Regions from separate parts of the Podarcis muralis genome. Here region 1 is linked to region 2. Evidence: chromatin contacts called from public Hi-C data. All regions are on one chromosome and are shown on one strand. The core of a region is the stretch at or near the end of the contact, and the rest is flanking DNA. Distances in the headings are between cores, read along the strand shown. Region 1 holds the start of IRX3 (iroquois homeobox 3). Region 2 holds the start of IRX5 (iroquois homeobox 5).

Evidence for each region. A called contact is a pair of places that touch in the nucleus more often than the background predicts.
Region 1: a Hi-C map of blood shows a contact between it and region 2, with 5 times the contacts expected there. The contact joins the promoter of IRX3 here to the promoter of IRX5 in region 2. A contact is called at or near these places in 2 of 3 Hi-C or Micro-C datasets (blood and tail).

What each region holds. Positions count from the first base shown.
Region 1 is chr7:39,302,597-39,307,245 of rPodMur119.hap1.1, forward strand. It overlaps IRX3 (iroquois homeobox 3), which reads left to right and starts at 1,359. Exons shown (of 3, transcript XM_028740112.2): 1 at 1,359-2,006; 2 at 4,167-4,649. The coding sequence starts at 1,785. LOC114602192 (a long non-coding RNA gene) reads right to left here and starts at 1,155. Exons shown (of 2, transcript XR_003707874.2): 1 at 1,073-1,155.
Region 2 is chr7:38,846,353-38,850,832 of rPodMur119.hap1.1, forward strand. It overlaps IRX5 (iroquois homeobox 5), which reads right to left and starts at 1,874. Exons shown (of 4, transcript XM_028740116.2): 1 at 1,064-1,874. The coding sequence starts at 1,312. LOC114602197 (a long non-coding RNA gene) reads left to right here. Exons shown (of 2, transcript XR_003707877.2): 2 at 74-243.

The sequences.
Region 1 (4,649 bases), core at 109-2,608, 460 kb after region 2:
CTGAGCTTACTTCTGAGTAAATACGTGCAAGTTCGCCCTGCACATGTCAATTAAATGCCCGTGCATTTGCAAAAGAAAAATGATGACGTGGTGGTGGCAATTTTCGGAACAATGTCCGATTATAACATCCAGCAATAATTGAACCAAAAGGGGGGTCTTTCTCCCTAAAAGTTCTCCCCTCTCTCATGCCCACAAGCCCTCTTTCCCTCCTGCGATTTTCTTACAGTTTTGTCTGGTTCAGGTACTCAGGGAAGCGGTACCTCGCCCTTCCTTTGCGCGCACCGCTAAAGAACCCAGGGACCGAGCAAAACGATCATAAATTTCCTAATTAGAGTTTTAGCACCAAGACAAAAAGCCCTTAATGAGTTCCATTCAGATGCCTGTCATTGTCTCCTTGTCTGCATGTGTGGTGTCTCCCAACCACCGGCCCCCACCCCATTTTTTCACACCGCTTATTTACCAACGGCCCACGGGGCTGCCCCTACGTCTCCTTTGTTAAAATTTTAATTTGCCTTCTTTTCTCGCCTTTGATGTCAAAATTCTGACCTACAAGCCTTTGAAGTTTCTTATTAGGAGGGAAATTAACTTCGCTAACTCCCCCGTCTCACTTTATTTCCCCCCTCCTTTTTCTCTCTCCACCTTTACTGTATTTTGACCTACTGTGTTAAAGAAACTACTTCAAAATTCGGTGCGAAAAGAGAAATTCACGGTGGGTAGGGGGCGGTTCGCGAAAGAAAGAGAGTGAAAGCAGACTTTTAAATCTATATTAGTGTCCAGTCCAACAGCTCCAGGCATGAATAGGTTAATTTGCGCGAGGGAGGGGGGAGTCGAGGGAGTTTGGGAGATTAATTTTGTGCAGATAATCAGCAAAATAATAAAAACAACAACAACAATAATGAAGGGTGCGTGCCACAATTCTGCACGGATCCCTGTCTTAACTCTAGTTGATACATTTTGCTCTGAAGGGAGATTATTTTAATAATGGTAATAATAACAATAATAGCAATAATATTTATTATTATTATGTTTTAAGCAACAACTCTCCTGGACTGAGTTAAATCTTTATACAAACCCCGGACTGATTGCCGATGGCTTCCACCAGATTTGAAAAGCACTCAAATAAAAGACGGCGACGTCAGTAAATGGAAGGCGTGAGTGGCGGGGGGAGGGAGTGAGAAAAGAGCCGGAGTGAGAAACCGAGAGCGAGCGAGAGAGAGAGAGACTGACTTAAAAGAAAGAGGAGGAGCTTCGAGAGAGAGACTCCGGCTGTCAATCAAAGGCGGGAGTTCCAATAATCTCCAGCAATCTGTTAGGACCTGACCTGGAGTCCACTCAGATCAATAGGAAAAGTGAAGGGAGAAAGAGACGGAGGATCGTTACGCAGCAGCGGCTGGAGGAGGAGGAAGAAGAAGACGAAGAAGAGGAAGAGGAGGAGGCGGCGGCGGCAGCAGCAACAGCGGCAGCCCCCCCCCCTCCCGGCCTCGCCTGGTCTCCCCACCCCGCTAACCCACCCGGCACCGCCAATGCCTGGCAGACTTTCTGAGACGCACTAAAAAAGTGCAGGCGAGGCGAGCAAAGGGCGAACGACCGGGCTCCTTTTCTTCGCTTCTTGCGCCTCTCTCTCTCTCTTTCCTTCCTTCCTTCCTCGCGCTCTCTCCTTTCGCTTCTCTTTCCTTTCCTCCCCCTCCCTCTTTCCCCTCCCCTCTTTCCTTCCCCCCTTCCTTCCCCTCTTCCCCCCCTCCTCGCCTCTCCTCCCCCCCATCCCAACCACACACCACCCCGCCATGGCATTTTCCCAGTTGGGATACCAGTATATCCGGCCGCTCTACCCGTCGGATCGCCAAGGGAACAGCAGCTCCCGAAGCGGGGCAGACCTCAGCCCGACGGGGACGCTCTCCAACGTGCTCTCCTCCATGTACGGAGCGCCGTACGCGGCAGCCGCGGCTGCTCAGGGATACGGAGCCTTCCTCCCCTACACTGCCGAGCTACCCATCTTCCCGCAGCTGGTAAGGAGACGAGTCCACAGATTCCGCTCTTCTTTCTTTCTCTCTTTCTCTTTCTCGCTCTCTGACACCCACACCCACACCCCAACTCCAGATTCCCCCCTTTAAAAACCCGCAGTCCTCCTTTCTCCCCCTTTCTTTCTCTTTTTGGAATCTTCAGCTTTTCTTTCTCTTCCAACTCCGCCTGCGATGTGACTTTGCACAGCTGCGGGCGTAAAGCGAAGACGCAGGAAAAGGTGCAATTGGCTGGCGGTGGTTTGCAAGTGACCAGCTCGGTCTCCTGGTTTCCCCCTCCCCTCTCGATCTGGGCCCGGGGGTGCGCTAGGGGGCCGAGCAGGCGAGGGGTTAAAAATCTCTCTTCGGCAGATTGAGAAGAGCATGCAAAAAACTCCTGCCTCTGCTTTATTTTTTTATTTTTTTAAAAAAACTCGCAGAGTTTGGGACACAGTTCGTCCCCCCCCCGTGACTTTTTAAATTTTTATTTATTTATTTATTTATTTATTTATTTATTTATTTATTTATATTTTTAAAAAGAGGCACCCGGATCCTTAAACCACTGCTTAGTCGGAAGTAATGGGCCGTATTAATTTCAATGCAGCTTTCAAATAATTCCGGGTGTGTGGAGAACTGAACTGAACCAAGGGCAGCGGGGGGGGGGAGAGAGAGAGAGAATCACCTCCGTGAGTTCCTTTGATCGTCTTTTCTCAACGTAAGAACAGTCCCATATTGTGCCTTTTCCTTGTGAATAACACGCACTGGATGAGACGGGGGGGGGGGGAGAGTCGGAATCCCGCTTTGAAAATCAGTAATCATGTTACTATTAATAAGCCTTGGAAGCAAAATGATCTGCTGTGGGGATCCAAACCTAGCAGAAAATAAAGTGTTCGGGTTTTTCATAATACAAGGGAGCCTGATTTCAACAGAGAGTTGTAGGAAGGAGTTACTGAGTCCTTTTGTTGTCCATATATCTTCGAGAGTTTGAATATAGTTTCAGAGCGCCATTCCTAGGCCCGTGTTTCCCCAAGGAAAGTTGAAAAAGGGAAATCTAACAATTCCCCCAATACGGACACCCATCAAAACCCTTGCACACAAATGGGGGCTGGTATTCTCTCTCTCTCTCTCTCTCTCTCTCTCTCTCTCTCTCTCTCTCTCTCTCTCTCTCCTCCTTTCCGTGAGGGGTTGATTGACAGTTCCATCTAGCGCGCGGAGGAATCGTCAGGCAGAAGGGTGTTTTGTTTTTTTATTTAAAGGGGGTTTAGCAGCAACACCTCCGTTGTGCAAGTTGCGGGGCGGGGGAGAGGAGAGACACGCAGAAACTTCGAGCAGAGATTTTTGTCAAGTTAAGCCATGAGCGTTTCTTTAAAGCAAAAACAAAATCCAACTTCTGCAAAGTTGCAAGCGGTGAATTAAAAACAACAACAGCCCCTGATCTGTTATGTTTTCTCTCAAGGAAACCATGGGAGATTTAATAGGATCTCCCATTAAATGCACGGCATATGCTGTGCATCCCTCTCGTCTCCCCACACCACGTCTCATTTGGGGTTGTGTGTGTGTGTGAATATATACGTAAACCTATTTTACTTCTGTCATATATGTGATAACGTCCAGCTACTTTTCGAGATTGTGTTTCCCGAGTTCTGGAGGCCAGGGCTGCATGCGAATGACCCAAGAAGTTTAAAAAACGTGAGCGAGGTGCGCGCGTGTGTGCGCGTTCAACTCGCTATTGAAAATACTTTTCAAAAAGGACTGAGCGAGAAACTTGGCTGGGACACCTCTAGAACTCTGTGGATTTAGGAAACAACAGCCAGCCTCCCAACCGCCCCCCGCATACACATCAATCCCCTTTATAACTTTTGAAACGAGAAATTATTATGAAACTGCAGGCGGAATCGCACTTCTCCATATATATATATCGAACTTAAAAGAGCAAGCTTCCGAGTCTCACAGCGCTCTTCGTCACCCGGCAGAATGACAGCCGCGCAGCCCTTGATTCATTTGATCCCGTCGAATATTTTGCTCGACTTATCTTCCACCCCTTTGGGAGTCAAGAGGGCTACTGAACCGGTGTGGGGGCTCTCTCCTCCTTGAAAAAGCCCATTTCCATGGCTAACCGTTAGTTGCTCTGTGTAACGCCCCCTCCCCATTTTTTCTGTCCTTCTCCAGGGAGCCCAGTATGAGCTGAAGGAGGGCCCCGGCGTCCAGCACCCGGCTTTTCCCCACCACCACCCGGCTTTCTACCCCTATGGGCAGTACCAGTTTGGCGACCCGTCGAGGCCCAAGAACGCCACGCGCGAGAGCACCAGCACCCTCAAGGCCTGGCTGAACGAGCACCGGAAAAACCCTTACCCCACCAAAGGCGAGAAGATCATGCTGGCCATCATCACCAAGATGACCCTCACGCAGGTCTCCACCTGGTTCGCCAACGCCCGGCGGCGCCTCAAAAAGGAGAATAAAATGACCTGGGCTCCGCGGAGCCGAACCGACGAGGAGGGCAACTCTTACGGCAGCGAGCACGACGAAGAGGACGGCGAAGGCGACAAGCGGGACCCCGACGACGAGGAGATCGACCTGGAGAACATCGACACCGAGAATATGGAGAGCGCGGCGCCAGGGGCCAAAGCGGGGCAGCTTCTCCTGGAAGGGGAG
Region 2 (4,480 bases), core at 624-3,123:
TTTAAAAAAAGATAATGAAACTTCAAAAAAATCTTTTTGTACCTACTCTAATCATCATCTTCATCATTATCAGACTGCCATTCGGCTTCATGAGATGGGAATTATAGCTCTGCAATATTTGGGGGGACCGATTAAGACGGCAAGGAAATGGCAAGGGGCAGAAGGGTCACCCCCTTATCCAGCTTTTCTTTTGGGCATCTAAACTGCCGGATTTGACATGAATTAAAACATCTGAAAATCGTACTGGAGAGTGTATGTGTATGTATAGACACGCACCTTCACTGAGACTCTAACTCTCATACGCTTTCCTAAATTAAAATGAAAAGGCACAGACGGAAAGCCTCGCTCTTCTTAGCCCCTTCAAGATCAAAGCTGCGTCCCTAATCACACACTGACCCGGAGTCACTTTGCGGGGTTGACTTCCGAGCAAACACGCTTAGGATCGCCGTGCTCTGCTGCTGCGTGGCGACCTGGCGTGCTTTTACTCGCGCGTAAAACAGCCGCCGAGGATCGTGGCGCTGCCCGGCTTCCTTGGGAGCAAAAGTGGAGTTTACTATGGAATAAAACCAGATCGCGCTGCAGCTCCCGTTCAACTCTGTATTGGGGGGGGGGGGGGGGGCTGATAGTCCAGAGTTAAACCAGCGAGGAGAAAGACGCTGGCCGGCTGCAGGCTTCCTTGCGAGAGAAATGTCCCATTGATCTCCGCGCAGGAATCCTTCCTCCTGCAACCGATTTCTTTTTAAGAAAATGCGGTAGGCTAACCATCCACTGAGGAGCTGCGGCCATGGAAGGTGCCAAAATCCACGGGCAGCTTTTCTTTCCTGCACCCCTCCCTCTGCACTTCATCTTTCCCCACTTTACCTGCCGCTTTCGTCTATGGTTACAGCCTGCAAACCCTCCAAGCTCCAGCCCCCTGGGTTATCCCCACAACTCCCCAATAACACCCGCCCCGCCAAGTCTTCGTCCCTGAGCTCTGGTTCCATCCCTCTCTCGGTCTCCTCCTTTTCCCACAAGCGGCCGGCGTGGAGGAGGAGGAAGAGGGCGACCCGAGCGCTTCCCTTACCACGTAAGAGGAGAAAGCGGCTGCGGCCGCGGCCGCCGGATCAGCGCCGTACTGGAGGTGTGAGTTGTAACCCGGCGAGGGCGCGCTGAAGGCGGTGGAGCCGGCGTAAGGAGAGAAAGCCGAGCCGGACGACGATCTGCCCAGCTCATCCGTCCTGGGGCCGGAGATCACGCTGGTGCTGTACGCCGGGCAGGAGTAGAGCGCCAAGGAAGCCGACGGCTGGTACAAATAACCCTGAGGATACGACATGGCCAGAGGCAGGCATATACCCGCCAGGCAGCGAGCGCACAGCCACCACCGCCGTCGCCAGGAACTGCGTCCGTCCTCCCTCCCTGCCTCCCTCTCTCCCGGGCGCCCTGTGCGTTTCTCTCTACGGCGAGCGTCGTCGAGGTCTGCCTCGGAGGGTGCTTCTGCAAGCCGGGGCTAGCGGGCTCGACGCGCGCGCCCTCCTTCGCCGCCTCTCCAGTGCAGCCGAGCTGAGCTTGGACGCACTCCGGCGAATGGCTCCCTTCTTCTTTTCTCCCCTCCTCTTCCTCCTCCCCCTCTTCTCCTACTCCTTCGCCTTATCTCTCTGCCTCCCTCCTTTGGACGGAGAAGGGCGCTTTCTCTCTCTCTCTCTCTCTCTCTCTCTCTCTCTCTCCCACCCCACTTTCCTTTGCGCGCTTCGCCAAAAGGTCCGGCCAAGACGCGAAGTTGGAAATCGAGGATTCTGACGCCTGCGACGCAGCGCGGCCGAAGCTCCACCTTCCGCGGGTGTTGGCAAAGCAAAAAGGGGAAAAAAGTGGAGGGGGGGAGAGAGAAAAGAAGAGGGGGAGGGAAACGAGAGAGAGAGAGAGAGAGAGAGAGGAGGAGGAGGTTGGCTCCTGCTGGGCTTGCCACAACCAAAGCCAACCAGCCAGAAAACCTCTCTTTTTCCCAGCCCCTCTCTCTCTCCCTCTCCCTCTCTCTCTCCCTCTCCCTCTCTCAAGCTCAACTGCGCCGGCCTCTGGTTGGCAATCAACAGCCAAGCTGTTTAGCGAAGATCACCTCCAACTTTCTTCATTTGCTAAATACACCATCAGCGCAATTTCTCTTTTGATTTATAGCGAGGAGCTTTTGCGCTCTCTCTCTCTCTCTCTCTCGCTCTCTCTCTCTGGCTCCCTGCGCTGGAATGCAAAAGGCACTCAGTTGATGAAATAGATTTCATAACAAGATTTAGTAGCCATTAAAACACACACACACGGGGGAAATAAAATCATGAATCGATGCTTCCCGAGTAAACATTTGAAAAAAGAGCAGTTAATGTGAGGGTTTTGTTTTTGTTTCTTAAACTATCTGCAGAGAAGAGATGCAAGAAGATAACTTCTGTTCCCCACAGTTGCTTCGCGATCGTGCTTCTCTTGTCGCTCTTATTATTGTTGTTGTTGTAGCACATATTACTACTGGATGTTGGTGAGCCACATGGCCCTTTACTCACGAGGAATCCAGCTGTGGATTTCTTCTCCTCCTACCGCTCACTCAGCACCACCCCCTCCCCTTTCGACAGCAGCAACTGCGGGTTAAACGGATTGGGCCAGCCGCTTGACACTTAGCGAGGGGGCTTAACGAGTCCTCCGCAGCCTGCTTAAAGCAGCGTGCTGGAGCTTGAAACGTTTTGGGGATGGCTGGGGGTTGGGAAGCCTGCGTGGGTGCCGCGCGGATCGCACCGTTCGGCCTGCTTGGCTCAGGGCGGCGCCAAACGCCTGGAGGCGCGCGGACTGGCAGGCCAGCTCACGCGCTTTGGGGATCGCGGCGACATACACGAGCGAGCCATATTTTGCCAATTAGTTTTGCGTTTTGACAGCCCGAAGTCGAGTTTGGGAGCAGGCTTTTGGACTGGACTGGGGACGGGAGGCGGGAGGCGGGAGGCGGGATGAAAACTCAACCAAATATTTCTTTTCGGGGGAGTGGGGTGGCGGAAGGACATGTCCTAGTCTTTTCTCCCAACCTACCTCGCCGGGTTGCTGTGAGGAATACCGCACTCTCCCTGTGTGTCCCAACTGGTTTACTGTGGATAAGTATCACGGATTCATTCCGCTCGACATTAATAAGAGAAGTATAGGCAGCGAACGCACAGCCGCGAGCTCGTGCGTAAAGGTCGATGAAGGCCAATGGAACAACTCAAAGGTGCCCAAACCAGGGGATCGACGTCGCGTCGCTCCATCCCCTCCCTGGTCATCTTAGCGGGCTGTTATTTGGTGGAATTGTAGCATACCTGTTGTTACATGCGGAACCAAAGGGCACAGGGCAAACGCCCCCTCAGATGCTGCGGAGATGATTGTAAATGTGTATGTTTATTTAATACGCACAAAGAATCCAAGGTGGGCGTTTTAAAACTGTTGTGATAATAGGGGCAATTTCTTACCTTCCGCCATCAGCCTCCTTGGGATGGAGAAAAATGCGCGGGGGGGGGGGGATAAGGAGAAAAGTGGGGTGGGGTATGATGGGAGAGACCTGCCTGCTGAAAGAGGTTTGTGCAGAACATCTAAAAGAATAAGCCAGGTATCTTTACTACACGCCCCATTTAAAACTCATAAAAGGATAGAAGAGAAAGCAGATTAAAACCATATGGGCCAGGGGGAAATCCACAGCGATCGTAGGATGTAATCGCCTTTGATTCCAGCAGATATATAGGCCAGCAGGAAGATACCTTCGCTTGTAGGAAGATACCCTCTCTCCACCTCTTTTTTGGCGGGGGGGGGGGGGGAGAGGCGGAGATGGGGCTTCGCTTGTGTGAGGTGCCTCCGCATCACCTTGTGGGTGTTTCTGTCTTTCAAATGCACTCTGTATCCATCTCGACGCCGGCTGATGAGCTTTCGAAGTTTCCTCTCGGGATCCACAGACAATGACACACACACAGAGCCAGTCACAATACGTTAGCATGCCTGCATCTATCCATACAGCACATAATCTCAGCCCCCCTCTTGGCGAAATTCCTGCCCGGCTTGCTGATTTATTTATTTTTAAGGGTGCACAGGGGTCTGGGTCTGGAATGGGGTTTCTTTCCTATAGCTCTGGTCTGGTGCCCATTGCGTGTGTCCTCCTTTCCGCGGAGGTCGTTCTTGCCAGATTGCGGCCGCTCTTTCAGCCACTTACTTAGATGAAATACACAAGCAGAGTGTCAGTTTCAAAGCCACGGCAGCAGCCGCCGCCGCCGCCGCCAGAGGAGCGATGATCGCCCTCCGCTTTTGGTCTTGAAAACTCCGAAGGGGGGAGAACTTTGGTAAAAGCAGCGGAGAAGCGTAAGGCTGAATTCGGCGCCTCTTGTAGCTTGCTTGCTTGCTTCTTTTACACACTGGAGACGCGGGAGACATTGGGTTTAAAGGAAAAAATGGAAAAACCCAGAGGGGGGATAGATTGGAGCGGGTCGGGGAGGCGGCTTAGCTGAGAAGAGCAAAT